Linked DNA regions of Mus musculus: region 1 is linked to region 2. Evidence: chromatin contacts called from public HiChIP or PLAC-seq data. All regions are on one chromosome and are shown on one strand. The core of a region is the stretch at or near the end of the contact, and the rest is flanking DNA. Distances in the headings are between cores, read along the strand shown. Region 1 holds the start of Tmcc3 (transmembrane and coiled coil domains 3). Region 2 has its middle 8.4 kb from the start of Gm4792.

The links. HiChIP or PLAC-seq counts read pairs in DNA pulled down with a chosen protein or histone mark.
Region 1: an H3K4me3 HiChIP or PLAC-seq map of craniofacial prominence shows a contact between it and region 2, with 4 times the contacts expected there. The contact joins the promoter of Tmcc3 here to the enhancer-like site in region 2. A contact is called at or near these places in 2 of 39 promoter capture datasets (embryonic stem cells and hippocampal neurons), 2 of 484 Hi-C or Micro-C datasets (the N1E-115 cell line and nephron progenitors), 1 of 115 datasets of contacts at active chromatin or transcription factors (craniofacial prominence) and 1 of 9 other capture datasets (pancreatic islet).

What each region holds. Positions count from the first base shown.
Region 1 is chr10:94,513,175-94,520,398 of GRCm38.p6, reverse strand. Tmcc3 (transmembrane and coiled coil domains 3) reads right to left here and starts at 5,542. Exons shown (of 4, transcript NM_172051.3): 1 at 5,295-5,542. The coding sequence starts at 5,372. It overlaps Gm40743 (a long non-coding RNA gene), which reads left to right and starts at 5,520. Exons shown (of 3, transcript XR_871960.2): 1 at 5,520-5,711; 2 at 5,811-6,067.
Region 2 is chr10:94,303,908-94,310,384 of GRCm38.p6, reverse strand. No RefSeq gene overlaps it. Among named protein-coding and RNA genes, the nearest start is that of Gm4792, 8.4 kb to the right of the region's middle. Within about 2 kb of position 4,669, at least 10 of the 459 cell types and tissues checked have an H3K27ac peak or open chromatin away from gene starts, as enhancers often do. A contact at or near this core is called in the N1E-115 cell line and craniofacial prominence, where this site is marked.

The DNA of each region.
Region 1 (7,224 bases), core at 4,293-6,792, 210 kb before region 2:
AGGCAAAGCCAGTGAGCCTGCGGCAAAGCATGGCTCCAAACAAAACAAAACAAAAACAACAACAACAAAACATATGCACCATCAACCTACCCCTCCGAATGTGAACAAATTGACTTGGGACTGGCTATGGTCATAGCGAGAGTCTCTTTGCTTAACTCTAGAATGAAACAAAACACTGATTAAAGCGGTCCTTACAAACTACTCATCGTGCCACCTCCCTGGGCCAGGAGCACCTAGAGTCAGGTTCCATCTGCCCTACTTCCTTCCCCGGGAACAAGCAAGCAATCGACTCACTCTTGCTCAGCTAGCTCCCCTGGGAGGGCCACGACACCTCCCTCTTCCTGACAGCCTCTGGCTATCATTCAGCACCCACCAGTGTGTTACAGGTGTGGCCCTGGGGCTCCACACAGGTTCTGCTTCAGGCCTCAGACACTTCTGTATTTATTATGACCAAGTCTTTCTGTGAAAGGCCTACATCGCTGTGGGCCACAGTATACACAAGATATACCCACCAGGTACCAAGCTACCAGGGAGACCAGGAGTGCTAACTTACTCCAGAGTTCTTTCTGATGTGCAGAACCTGCACCTGGGGCATGGAAGACGCTCAGTGGGTTTGTCACAAAATTAGGTGTCTTTTAATTTTCAGGCTCGTGGGGCCTCCTGATAACATTGTATAAATATATAAATAAATAAACAAAATAAGCTCGCCACCTATTGGGTTCTTATTAGGCGCCTCAGGATTTATGGACCTTACTGCCATCCATTCCTTAAACCACCCCTTATTGCACAGAAGAATCTAAAGCAAGGGATGATCAGAGGGTCCAAGCAAGCCACACTAGAGCGGGCAAGCCTGATGAAGGGGAGTCTGTGAGAAAAACACTCTAGTCCTCCCTTGGAGGCTTGATAAAATAGAAATAGTTAAAGCCCTAAGTGGGTTAAGGACCAACTGCAGAGATGTCCAAGAAAGCCCCATGGTTGACAGTGTAATAGGGAAAAGCGGGAGAGTCATAGCATTCTAACAGCATTAGGGTCCTAGCATTCTAACAGCAAGAAAAAAAAAATCCCCTTCACATACAGAAGAAAGCAGTAGCAATCACACAACTGTCAACTAAAAGAACAAACAACCTCTTATTTAAGATTCAAATTCACAATGTAAGGAATGGGCTGATGCCCCAGGTTCTATTGGTGTCCCCCTACTGTGATGGTTTGTATATGCTCAGCCCAGGGAGTGGCACTACTAGAAGGTGTGGCACTATTGGAGTGGGCATGGCCTTGTTGGAGTAGGTGTGTTGCTGTGAGTGTGGGCTTTAAGACCCTCATCCTAGCTTCCTGGAAGCCAATATTCTGCTAGCAGCCTTCAGATGAAGATGTAGAACTCTCAGCTTCTCCTGAGCCATGTCTGTTTGCCATGCTTTTGCCTTGATGTTAACAGCTAAAAGCATTATTATCTATTAGGATTTGTCCTCTCTGGGTACCAACTATACTTAGAGACCTTTCACATTGCAGTGCTCTGTACAGGGTGGGTGGAATTTTAAGTATTGGACTGAACCTCTGAACATGTAAGCTAGCCCCAATTAAATGTTGTCCTTTATAAGACTTGCATTGGTCATGGTGTCTGTTGACAGCAGTAAAACCCTAGCTAAGACACCTATCATCTCCAGTAGGGACTAGAGTCTCAGAAAAGTTATTTGGGGCCTTGTCCTGGTGATCAACCAGTTGAGAGCCATGTTTCTATCCTTAGAGCTCCAATAGTTTGTAGAAGGTTGGTCTAATTCAGCTTGTATTCAAATGCTGAATTCTGTACCCCAAGGCAAGCAGATCCACACACATCTGTTATGTGAACCTTGCCCCTCCCCCAAGTTATCCATGATTGGTTAATAAAGATGTCTACAGCCTGGGCTGGGCAGTAGAATGGGCAGAGTGAGGGTTCTGGACTTGAGGTCTCAAGCAGGGACCAAGAGAAGAAAGGATACTGGGGTGGGGGTGGGAAGAAGCCACCCCAGGGTAGGTGAATCATGAGCTCATGACCATGAGGACCAGGCTGTTAGAGTAGGAGTGGCCCCAGTGGAACATGAAAAGTGACATCTCAGGGTGGATATCTGGAGGTTACTGACAAGGAAGTAACAAAATAGCACAGAGAGTTGATATCTGCCCAGCTCTAGTGCTTTAAGGCTAATTATAAATATAAAGGTGTTTGTGTCTTTTATTTGGGAACTAAATAATCTAAGGTGGGGTAGAAACCCCCAAATAATATTTACATATTCAATAATATTCAACAACAGTTCATAGCTGCACCCAAGCGGCTAAAGGGAATGCTAAGTGGCATTAGGAAACATTTAAAGTGACAACCAACTAGCAAAAGGAAAAAAAAAAAAAACTGGACTCACATAATTAACAAAATCTAGCTAAAATGTGAAAGACAGACTGCCTATATTCTTAATATAGGTTTTGGTGACAGGCTCTGACTATCTAGGGCATAAAGGAAAAATAAAACAACACAGGCTCTAATTATGTATGCTCTTTCTTTTAAAGAAGAAAGATGTTATGTGTGTCAAGTTAACAAGCATCATTCTTTAGTTTTACAAAGATGAAGTTTAAAACTGTGAATGAGTCTGGCATTTCAGCTTTGCTACAGTCAAAAAAAAAATGCCATTTGTTACATTACAGTTTTTGCTAAGGGGGAGGGAGGGGAGGAGAATGTAGGTTAGTCTACCTGGCTGTAAAAATAGATCTCTGCAATATTAAAGTGGTCCCCTGTCTCATTACCATCTAGTCTCAAAGGCTTAAATACGCCCAGCAAAAGTGATGCGTGTTTTCCCAGTTACCTCAAGGGGAATCTTTTAAATGACGGTTGTTAATCAACAAGGTGTTTGGGGGGAGGAAACTACCCATTCTTGAAAGGTTAGTCACCTCTGCATCCACCCCAGTAATTATCTGCATTTTTTTTTTAAAAAAAAAGCTAGTTTGCCAGAGGCAGGGATTCTTTTTTAAATCCTAGTTTGTTTCCAATGAGAGAGTAACAGGAAGAACTTTAAGCCCTTCCGAGGTTTGGTGCTTTCCTCTTGCACAGCGTGCTTTTCTGGGTGTAATAAGAGGATGCTTTTTTATAGCTATATCAAACTGAGTTCCACAGAGGAGCAGCCAGATCACCTAATGGGGTGCTGCCTTCTGCCACAGCAAAATTGCTTTTGCTGTGCCTTCATTCCAGCAGACTTATTGCAGCCTTGAGGAGGGATGCAAAATTACACCAGCCCCACTAGAGAAAAGTTCTTATGGTAGCTCTCCTGGTGCCTCGATGTCTCCACAGGAAAGCAGACCAAAAACAAAACAAAACAAAACAAACCTAAAAGCAATGCCAGTTGTGGCAGTGCATGCCTCTAACCCCAGCATTCAGAAGGCTAAGACAAGAGGATCGTGGGTTGCTAGCCAGCTTGGGCTACACAAGGAGACCTTGTTTCAAAAACAACCCCAAAACAATAGCAACAAAAAACAACTAAAAGCAGACAGTCCAGAAGGCTAAATCGGGATCACTAGGAGGGCCTTGAACTGTGTGATCTGGGCCACTCAACTCCTGCCCCGCCCCCCTACCCCCCCCCCATGTCTTCTGCCTTCACTAGGTTTCATCTGCCCAGTGGACTAATTACAGAGACTAGTCAGTCCATCCAGCACCTAACTCAGTTGTACTGCACAGTTTACTTGCAAATCCAGTATCTCCCTACTGATAATGTAACAAGTAAAACGTGATAAGCAGGATTTTTAAGGAAAAAAAAAATCCCCTTGACATGATGTCTTGGTCACTTTAAGGAGAGACAGGTGTGGGGAAGACGCTGCAGTTCAGCTAGTCCTTCCATTCCCCAACTGAGTGTGTGAGCACCAGTTCCCACCTCTACCTGACCCGCAACAACTCATTCAAGCTCATTCCAAGTTTGTCAACAAGCTCACCAGCCCCCAGGAGTTACCAACCCTGCTTGCTTACAGAGACCATTAAGTTATGACAACCCAGGCTCTCAAATTATCTTAGCATTACCGTCTCACCTGTGACTGCTCTATTACGTTTGTCCCCCACCCCCACCGGGTTACAAATGTTTTATGAAAAAAGACCTTTCCTTCAGTCAGCTGGGTTCGCGAGTAGTTGCCCTCCCAAGCAAACTTCTGACTGCAGGTAACCAAAACTCTAAATGTTTTTCTTAGGGAGTTTGGGAATACTTTCCTGGTGCACTGTTATGAAACTTCTAATGAAACCGAGAAAGAGTCGGTCGATGCAGGAGCGATTCCACCAAACTCATTAAATTTGTGGGTTTTTTTTTTTTAATCATTTTTCCTAAATTGATTAAGAGGCGCTAAAGTGAAAAGAGAAATGAGGTAAACATGCCACTTCTGGGAGAATCGACTACTGTTTCAAATTGTGACTGCATACCCACATTATATATAAGGGACCCCTGCATATGCCTATCACTTATGGCCGCAACTTGATCTTAGAGGTGGAAGGGTAGAAACTCTGCCCGGTCTATCTCTACGAACTTTATACAAGAAAGCCGACATCGAATCCCCAGTTCCTCGGACAAGCCAGAAGTTGGGAGGCTCAGAGAACAACTCCAGGTGCCGCCTGCCAGAGTGGAGGAGGTGCTGTTTCAAATGGCACTTTAGTCCGTCAAAAGAAGGGATGGGGGGGGGGGTGTCACATCCTTGCTGGACACTTGAGCTTCCCAAAAGGGAAAGTGTTCCTCAGGAGGGGCCCAGAGCTGGGGCTGTGGCCTCCGTCTTTATAGTGAAGCCCTCCATGGCCGGTCTCCACAGCTTGCTCAGAAGAGCTATTTTCGCTCACAGCCAAAATCAGCAACAGCAAATTAGGCTGCAAACCGTGGCGAAGGCACCCGCTCTGCACGGCTCCCAACTCCGGAGCGTCCATGCCGAGATCGACTTTTGACCTGGGCAGCGCGTCCCGGGCGTACAGTGCAGGGGACTCAGCTGCCAGGCAGGGGACGCAGCAGCAATGCAGAGCCCTGCAGGTGGCTGTGCCGGGAGGGAGCCAGACCCTGGGAGTCCCGGGGACCCGGCAGGCAGCGTGCGCTCTCTGGCGGGGAGGAGAGCCCGGCGACACCGTCGTGGAATAGGACTGGCTAGCCTCCGATTCCAGCGGTGGCCCAGCGTCCCCGGGCCGCAGGTTTTCCCCGGACCTTCCCGGCCGGGAGAGGCCGGCGTTGGGTTCTACGGTGCTGAGCCTCCGAGCCGACCCGGCCCGCGCCCTCCCCACGCAGACTCGCACCCCCGCGCCGCCCTGCGCGCGCCCTCACCCGGCTCTTGCAGCGGTGGTGCCGGCCGGGGTCTGAGTAGGTCCGGTCCACGGTGAGCGCCGTGTCGCTGCCCGGCATGTCTGCGCTTAGACTGACAACTTTGCGTCCTCCGGGGCTGCCGCTCCACTCGGCGCCGGGTGGCAGCTGCTCGCCGTGCTCCGCTCACCCTCGCCCCGGAGCCGCGGCCGAGGGGGTGGCGCGGGCCGCTGCAGCTGCTGCCGACACCCCGCGGCCCTGCGCCGCCGCCCGGGTGGGGAGGCGGGCGACAGTCTCCGCCCCTTTCCCCGCTCCCCGCCCCTGCGCCCGCGCGGCGCCTAGACCCGCTCCAGGTGCCGGGCTCAGCTGCCCTCCCTGCCTGCGAACGGGGCCCACGCGCTCCCACGCCTCTCCCGGCTCAGATGAGCGACGCTGGCACAGGTTATGGACCCACTTGAGTGTGATAAAAAAGACGGGTTTGAGCACACAGGAGGTTGCCGGATGCCTTAATGAAATATATATACATATTTCACTCAACAGGCACACTTACTTGCTGGACAGCTTTCCTGGACCTGGACAGTGGGCTAAGGATTCCAGGACGGAGGGGCATTTTCCCATCTAGTATTCCACGGAGCGGCACTCCCACTGTGTTGTGTATCTTAATTGTGCTTGTGTGACTCACTGTGTTGTAAGCTACTTTGAAACCGGGACATCTTTCCACTTGAGCGTTCTCTAGTCCCAGCGAGTGCTCCCTGCCCACAAGGAATTTGGAATCTGAAGAGAAAAAGTACTGATTGGTAATCAATGCGGTATCGGTTGCCTAACCCCCAAATTAACTACACAAGGTCCAGTGGTTTCGTGAGACGTGCCCCTGAGACCGGATTGGCAGGTTTTAAATCACTGATCCTAACAGGCTCAGAGTGCAGTGTGATCTGCCTACAGGGAGGGGAGGAGGTGTTTATCCCCCTAGCTGGCTGAGAGAAAACAGGTCTGTGCGTTGGGTGGGGGTGGGGGAGGGGACCCTCAAGGTGTCGGTTTAGTGGGTGTCTTCAGGCAAAAAGGGATCAGGTAGAAGAACGGAGAGTCGGGGGTAGGGGGTGGGGGGAATGTACTTTCAACATTAAGTTCAGCTTTGTTCTGTGGGTGTTTGGCAAGCTGCTGGGCTCCCTGAACCAGAAGTTGACAAGATCAGGATGGAAGTCTAAGACATCTATCTGATAGTCCTGTGAGAGGCATTGATGAAAGATAAAGAACTCTCGATAGGAGGCCTTTTCAAAGACTGAGGACAACCTGACCTATGTGTCATTCACTCACAAGGAGACCAGGGAACCAAGCATGTCGACTTAGTGGAGTATTAGACAAGTGTAGCAGTTGCGATGGCCCTCTGTGGAGTCATTTCTAGCATGTATAGTTAAGTGAAGAAAAGCAAGGTGCTGGAGAATATAGTGTTCTACCATTTATTGAAAGTGCAATGTGTATCATATCTATATAGAGAAATATAGATACATATACATACATACATATACATAAATATAGATATATGCCTGTGCTTATATATACACAGGGCACATTTCTGACAAGATAAAAAAAAAGCTACAGGAATAAGTGAACAAGCAGCTTAAGTTGGGAAAGGAGAACTGAGCAGCTACAGGGCAGATGGGAGGATTGTTTGTTTATTGATCGTTTTTTCACTGAGTATACATCTTAAATGTGGCCACAAAAGTAGAGTAAATTATTAAAACTTAAAAAGAATCAGAAACCTAATTTAAAGCCACTTAAAGGGGAAAAGAACCTTTAAAATAAAACACAAACAAACACACACACACACACAAAACGCATGCATACACACACACACCAGGCTCAGAGAGATTTTCAGGTAAATTCTTCCACGCAAAAAGCATAGATTGTGATGTGTGTGTGTGTGTGTGTGTGTGTGTGTGTGATTTCAGTTATG
Region 2 (6,477 bases), core at 3,420-5,919:
TCTACAGCCTCTTTTAAAAAAAGATTCTAGCTTACACTTGTCTGTGTGTGTTCAGTCCTTGTGAAGTGAGCCATCCCATGTGGCTGCTGGGAACTGGCCATGGTCCCCTGCAACAGCAGCACTTGGTGAGCCTCTAAGGGCCAAGATGGCTCCCTATGGCACCAGCGCCCTTCTCTCCCTAAACAATGACCACTGCTTTATGAATTTGATCTTTAATCCAATTCATGGTATTTCTTGCTCAACAAATAAGACTCCTAGTGTGCAGGAGGTAACCATTTTTTAGATAATCATTTTGGCAATCTTCAAGCACTAGTTACATGAATGATTATTGTAATGTTTTAAGTTTGCGTACAAGGCAATGGGTTTCCTTGGGGCATTTCTGTACATAATAAATGTGGATGCATTTTGTTTTTATTCACTTCCTTTCCTATCTGCTCTTCTCTCGCTTTGTTGGCTTTCTTCTTCCAGGTTAAATATTTCCTATCACATGTGGTCCATTATCCTCTCTGGGTCTCTGTCTCCTCCTTCGTCTCCTTCTAGTAAGTCCTGTTCTCTCTCACTGTCTCTTCTCTACATTTTTTTTTTGAGACAGGGTTTCTCTGTGTAGCCCTGACTGTCCTGGAACTCACTCTGTAGACCAGGCTGGCCTCGAACTCAGAAATCCACCTGCCTCTGCCTCCCAAGTGCTGGGATTAAAGGCATGCGTACCACTGCCCAGCACTTCTCTACTTTTGTGATGTTCACATGTGTGCATGTGTGCATGAACACACATGTATGTGCAAAAACACATGTGCATACACTCATATCAGAGACCACATGTGAGAGGAAAACGTGGAATTTATCTTCCTAAATATTTTTTTAGTCTGATATTATCTTAGGGTTTTACTGCTGTCAAAAGATACCATGACCAATGCAAGTCTTATACAGCAACATTTAATTGGGGCTGGCTTACAGGGTCAGAGGTTCAGTCCATTATCATCAAGGTGGGATCATGGCAGCATCCAGGCAGGCATGGTGCAGGAGGAGCTGAAAGTTCTGCATCTTCATCTGAAGGCTGCTAGCAGAATACTGTCTTCCAGGCAGCTAGGAAGAGGGTCTTATAGCCCACACCTCAGAGACACACCTACTACAACAGGGCCATGCCTTTTATTAGTGCCACTCCCTGGACAGAGCATATAGAAACCATCACAGACATCATGATTTCCACCTACATCCATTTTCCTGATTTTATTTTATTTAAAGACAGGCTCTCACTGTAGCCCTGGCTGGCCTGGGTCTCATTGTATAGACCAGGCTGGCCTGGCACTTACTGATAAAGATTCCCCTGCCTCTGCCTCCCAGTGCTGGGATTAAAGGTGTGTGCCACTATGTCCAGTTCATTTTTCTTTCTGACTAAGTATAATCCCATGGTGTGTCTGTACGTCATTCTCTTTGTCTTTCCCGGTGTGGTTTGGCATCTAGGCTTGCTCTGTTTCTTATGGACTGTGAGCTATGCAGTGTGCAGCGGTGAACATGAATCCTCAAGTGCCCCTGTAGTATCACACGGAGCCCTTATGGTGTATTCCAGAGAGTGGCCTAGATAGAGCATACCTTTATCCTACTGTGATTTGGGGGGGGGGTGCCTCCACTCTGATTTCCACGGTGCCTGCCATGCTCAGTTCCAGCCATCACTGAAGACGAGTTCCTCTCCCCAGTGTCTTCACCAACACTTGCCAATGTTGACCATTCTGACTGGGGCAAGACAGAACCTCAAAGCAGTTTAAATGAACGCTTCCCTGACAGCTAATGATCTTGAGTGCTTTTCTCCAATTTATATTGTACGTTTGTGTTTCTTCTTCAGAGAACTGTCTACCGAGTTTATTTGTGGACCTATTCATCGATTGGATGATGTTTGATGTTGAATTTTTTTTGAAGTCCTTTATGCACTCTAGGTATTAATCTGATGCATAGCTGACAGGGACACAAACCACCACAGACATCTTGTGCCTTCAATTGGTTGTCATTTTAATTTGGTGATTGCTTTCTTTGTTGTGCGGAAAAATTGTCAGTTTTCTACGTCCCTATTTGTGAGTTCTTGAGATGGTTTCTGGAGCAATCAGAGTCCTCTTTAGAGTCCTATACCCATGTCTTCAAATGTTTCCCTTACATTCTCCTCCAGCAGTTTGCAGGTTTCAAGTCTCACTTACAAATCTACCTGTTACCTCTCTACGGCTACAATAAAGCACCGGGGACACTGCAACTTAGAGAGAAACACTTCATTTGGGCAAATGGTTCCACACAGCTGGAGCCCATGATGGTGGGGCTGAAGCAGCAGGAGATGGGCATGGTGGCTGGAGCAGAGGCTGGGGGCTCACATCTCACACCATATGCATAAAGCAGAGAGAGTGAACTGAAAGTGGCTGCAGTCTTTAAACTGTCAGGGGCATACTTCCTCCAGCAAGGCCTCACCTGGGGCAGGATGATTGAGATTCAGACTAGCCCAAGCTACAACATGAAATTCTTTTCAACCCTTATCATCCATAAGATCTCTATTTAGTGTTATGGAGGAAGTACACACATTGCGTAAATCAATCCATAATTCCTTGAGATAGGTAAAAAAAATTTTCCAGTAAATATCTAACACAAAAAATATCCTAGATATTCTTTGTATATACTAGATCCTAATGAGTTGGTTTTTGTGTCTATGTTGTCATCGTCCCTAAACCCTACACAAAACTTGGCAATATCTCCTTATAGGACATTTGGTGTATTAGGCAAATAAGATTTATCAACTTTAAAGAAATGGCATAGCTAATAAGTGACAGGTTTTTATGGCTCATAACTGACACACATCTAACAGGGGTGTCCAAGTTGTTGACCTTGTGGGGCAACACTGTCACCCACGAAGTTCCCACTCAAGAACTGTGCATGTTGCAAAAAAAAAAGCTTGGTCTTTAGGCAAGCTTATGAAGTTTTGTTGGGGAACATTCACAGCCATTCTTAGTCACGTGCAGCCACATGTAACTTGGACATGTCTAAAATCAAATCTGACTCCAGAGCCCCAAAGATTAACCAATAAGAGATAGAAAATCAGTGTATCTCAGACTTATGTCTCTCTGCCAGTAAAGCTGACAGCCAAGTAATTATACTAACGTAGCATGAGGTTATCTAATAAAAGGCTTCTTGGGAAAGCTGAGTATATCACTGGAGAAGATCATGTGCTTAGAATTGGAGTGAAGAAGAGTCTGCCTACAAAGTGAACAATAGCTAGAGGGTGGGAGGGTAGGGGCATCACACAGAGACTAGACATCTTAGAAGCTGGGACAGATAACAGGAGAGGGAATCTGGCCTATGGGGGTCTAGAGACACTGGTGGGGGAGGGGATAGTGTGTGGTCCCTTGGCTTTCTTCCCCAGAGCATTACAGCCACTTGAGGCTTTATAGATCCTCGAGGCTGTGTATTTTGCTGTTGAAGATCTACTCCATTGCTGTGCCCTTTCTCTTCCTCTTGCCCTTTCAAAGTGTTTGTTCAACTTCTCTGAGGCACAGTCTAGAGCTGGCCTTTTTGGGAAGAGGGAGTTGAAGAAGCAATGGTGGTGTGGTAGCGAATTTGATCTGGTGGACTACGCATCGGAGATGTTTGATTCTCCATTAAGCTTCCGTGCCAATGCTCAGCCTCAGCAGGTAATCTAAAAGAGAATTTACGGATATGCCTCCAAAATGCTATCTCTCTTTATTTTCATACTCTGTGGTGGCTAATATTGATTGTGAACGGCATAGGATCTAGACTTCTCTAGGATACAAGCCTAGCCATGCTTGTGGGGGAGTGCCTAATTAGGTTAGTTGAGCTAAAAGGCCTCACCCTAAATGTGGGTGACACCATCCCATGGTCTGAGGTCCTGGGTTGAATAAAGAGGAGCGAGCAAGCTGAGCCCTCACATTTGTCACTGTGCTTCCTGGCTGTGGCCATCACCTTCCCTGCCGTGATAGGTTGTGTGCTCAAGCTGTGAGCCAAGACAGACCCTTTCTCCCTTAGAGTGGTTTTGCCTGTGTATTTTAATGCAGTAAATTAATCAAATACATAGTTCATCCTAGTCTTTGAAATGCATGCTTTATGCAGTCTGTTTAATGGCTGTCTCTGAGCTTCTTTAAAGAAAGAATTTTACTAATGTAATTCTATATATTAATATACTAATAATAGCTCCTCTGGGAACTATTACAAAAAGTGTATCCTCCATACATGTTCAATAAATGAATGAAAGATGTTCAAACCTTACTGTATTCTCTCAGCCTATGGGTTTCTATGCTACCTTTATTGTCTGCTTACTATGCACACCACAGTGACAGTTACCATTTAACCAACCCCTCCTGAGACCATTTAAGTTCTCTCTACCCTTTCTGAGGACCTCTTATGAATTGTAAGTAGAGATATGCCCTGATATAAAGGCTTGGAGGACAGTTTTAGGATTGCAGGCTATTAAAAGATCCGGAGATCAGCAGAGAAGTCAAGAGGCTAAACTTAGTCACCCATGATGTAACCAAGACAAACTCAGGATGGTGGCTATGGGAAGGGAGAAATAGTTTTTCATGTTCCTTGCCACATCTGGAAAGTTACAAGCATGGATTTGCTCTACGTGGAACTAAGCATGTGACCAGATGTGGGACCGCTGTCCAGTGGTAGGAAGCAGGGTTTAGCACCATGGATAGCTCCTGGGTTGTGTGTTTAGAGACGAGTCCTATGAGGCCATTAGTGTAGTCATTTAGAGTGAATGCCCTTTAATAAACAATACACAACCTTTACTGAGCATGTGCTCAACAGAACTTTGTATATGTTAACTGTAAATTCCCACCAGCGGACAGAAAGTTTGCATGATGCCATCCAAAGTCATACAGACAGCAATGTGGGAGATAAGTTCCCAACCTAGATAAACTGGCTCCAAAATCCACTACCCGACACCATAAAAGCCAATTACAGCTCAGCATGATAAATGCTTTGACAGAAAAGCACAAGAGAGGGAAAGCCAATGTGCATGAGGGAAGAGAGATGGGGAGCACTCTAGCTAAGCTTCCCAGAGAGGAAAACACTGGAATTACGTTTAAAAGGGTGCCTTTAATCCCAGCACTTGGGAGGCAGAGGCAGATGGATTTCTGAGTTCAAGGTCAGCCTTGTCTACAGAGTGAGTTCCAGGACAGCCAGGGCTACACACACACACACAAAACAAACAAACAAACAAACAGACAGACAGACAACAAAGGGTGTGTTTAACTACAGCCCCGATGGCCCCTATGCTGCCTGCAGGCCTCTGGAGGGAAGGGTTCTGAGGTCAGATCTAGGCTCAGCAACACACTCCTGTCATGGCTTAGTAGATAAAGTAGAGAATAAAGAGAGACCCAAGACAGGAAGGGTGTGGGTCAAACAATGAAGGATCTTGGACGTAAGGAAAGAGTTGAAAAAACAAAGAATTTTAGACCTATTTTCTAAAGATGGTTCAAAAGACATCAAAGGGCAGAATGTGGTGTGATAAGATGCACATCTTAGAAAATCATCCTGAGGTTTCAGGGTAAAGATGGCAGACAAAGACTCCTTTTGCAAATCTATGATTAATCGAGCTAAAACCATAGTAAACCTTTCAGTTTACTGCTGAAAGGACAGTAAACTTACTCTAAATAAGGTGGGAAGAGGGTGTGGTGACTTCAACAAGCAGCACTAACTGTGTAAAACCTCCAGCTGGGGCTGATCTCTGAAAAGGACTTACATGGTGACCATGTGAACACAGTATGGTGGAAAGGGATAGGGGGAGGGGAAGAGAGCTCAGGAGCTATGAAGAAACTGGTCTATCACGAAGCATGACCCTAGGAAACAGGAAGTCCTCACAGAGCTCTCTGCAGCATAAAGACATCAAAACTGCCTCCGTAAAATGGCGGAAGCAAAAGGGAGGATTTGTAGCTGAGGACACGAATCGCAAGCTGAAACAACACTGATAGATCTAATCCTTGAATTAAAAATGCCAAATGACAGGAAAGACATGACTGGAATTGAATTAATGGCAGGGATAAAAGGCTTTGAGGTAATTATGGCGTGTACAAAGGGAAGGCACAGAAGGAGTCGGGCAATTAGGGAGAAGATAATAAGATGTAGTAAGAGAGGAGCAAGAGATAATCAAACGCACGGGTAATTGGTATAGTTAATTGGTGTAGAGGATCCAATAAATGTAATAAAATATGTATTCAGGCACATGATACATTTTCCTAAAATGAAAGAGCTAAACCCACAGAGATGTATCTATATACCAAGAGAAGCAGGCTGTCTAGTTACTTTTGTTGTTGTGACAAAATACCTGTTGGAAGCAAATGAAGGGAAGAAGCATTTATTTTGGGTCACAGTTTAATAAAAATACATGGTCTGGTATGTTAGGAAAGGAGCCACTCCCACTGTGGTGGGAGGAGCCTGAGGCCTCTGGTCAAGTTGAATCCATAGTCAAGAGGTAGGGAGAGATGA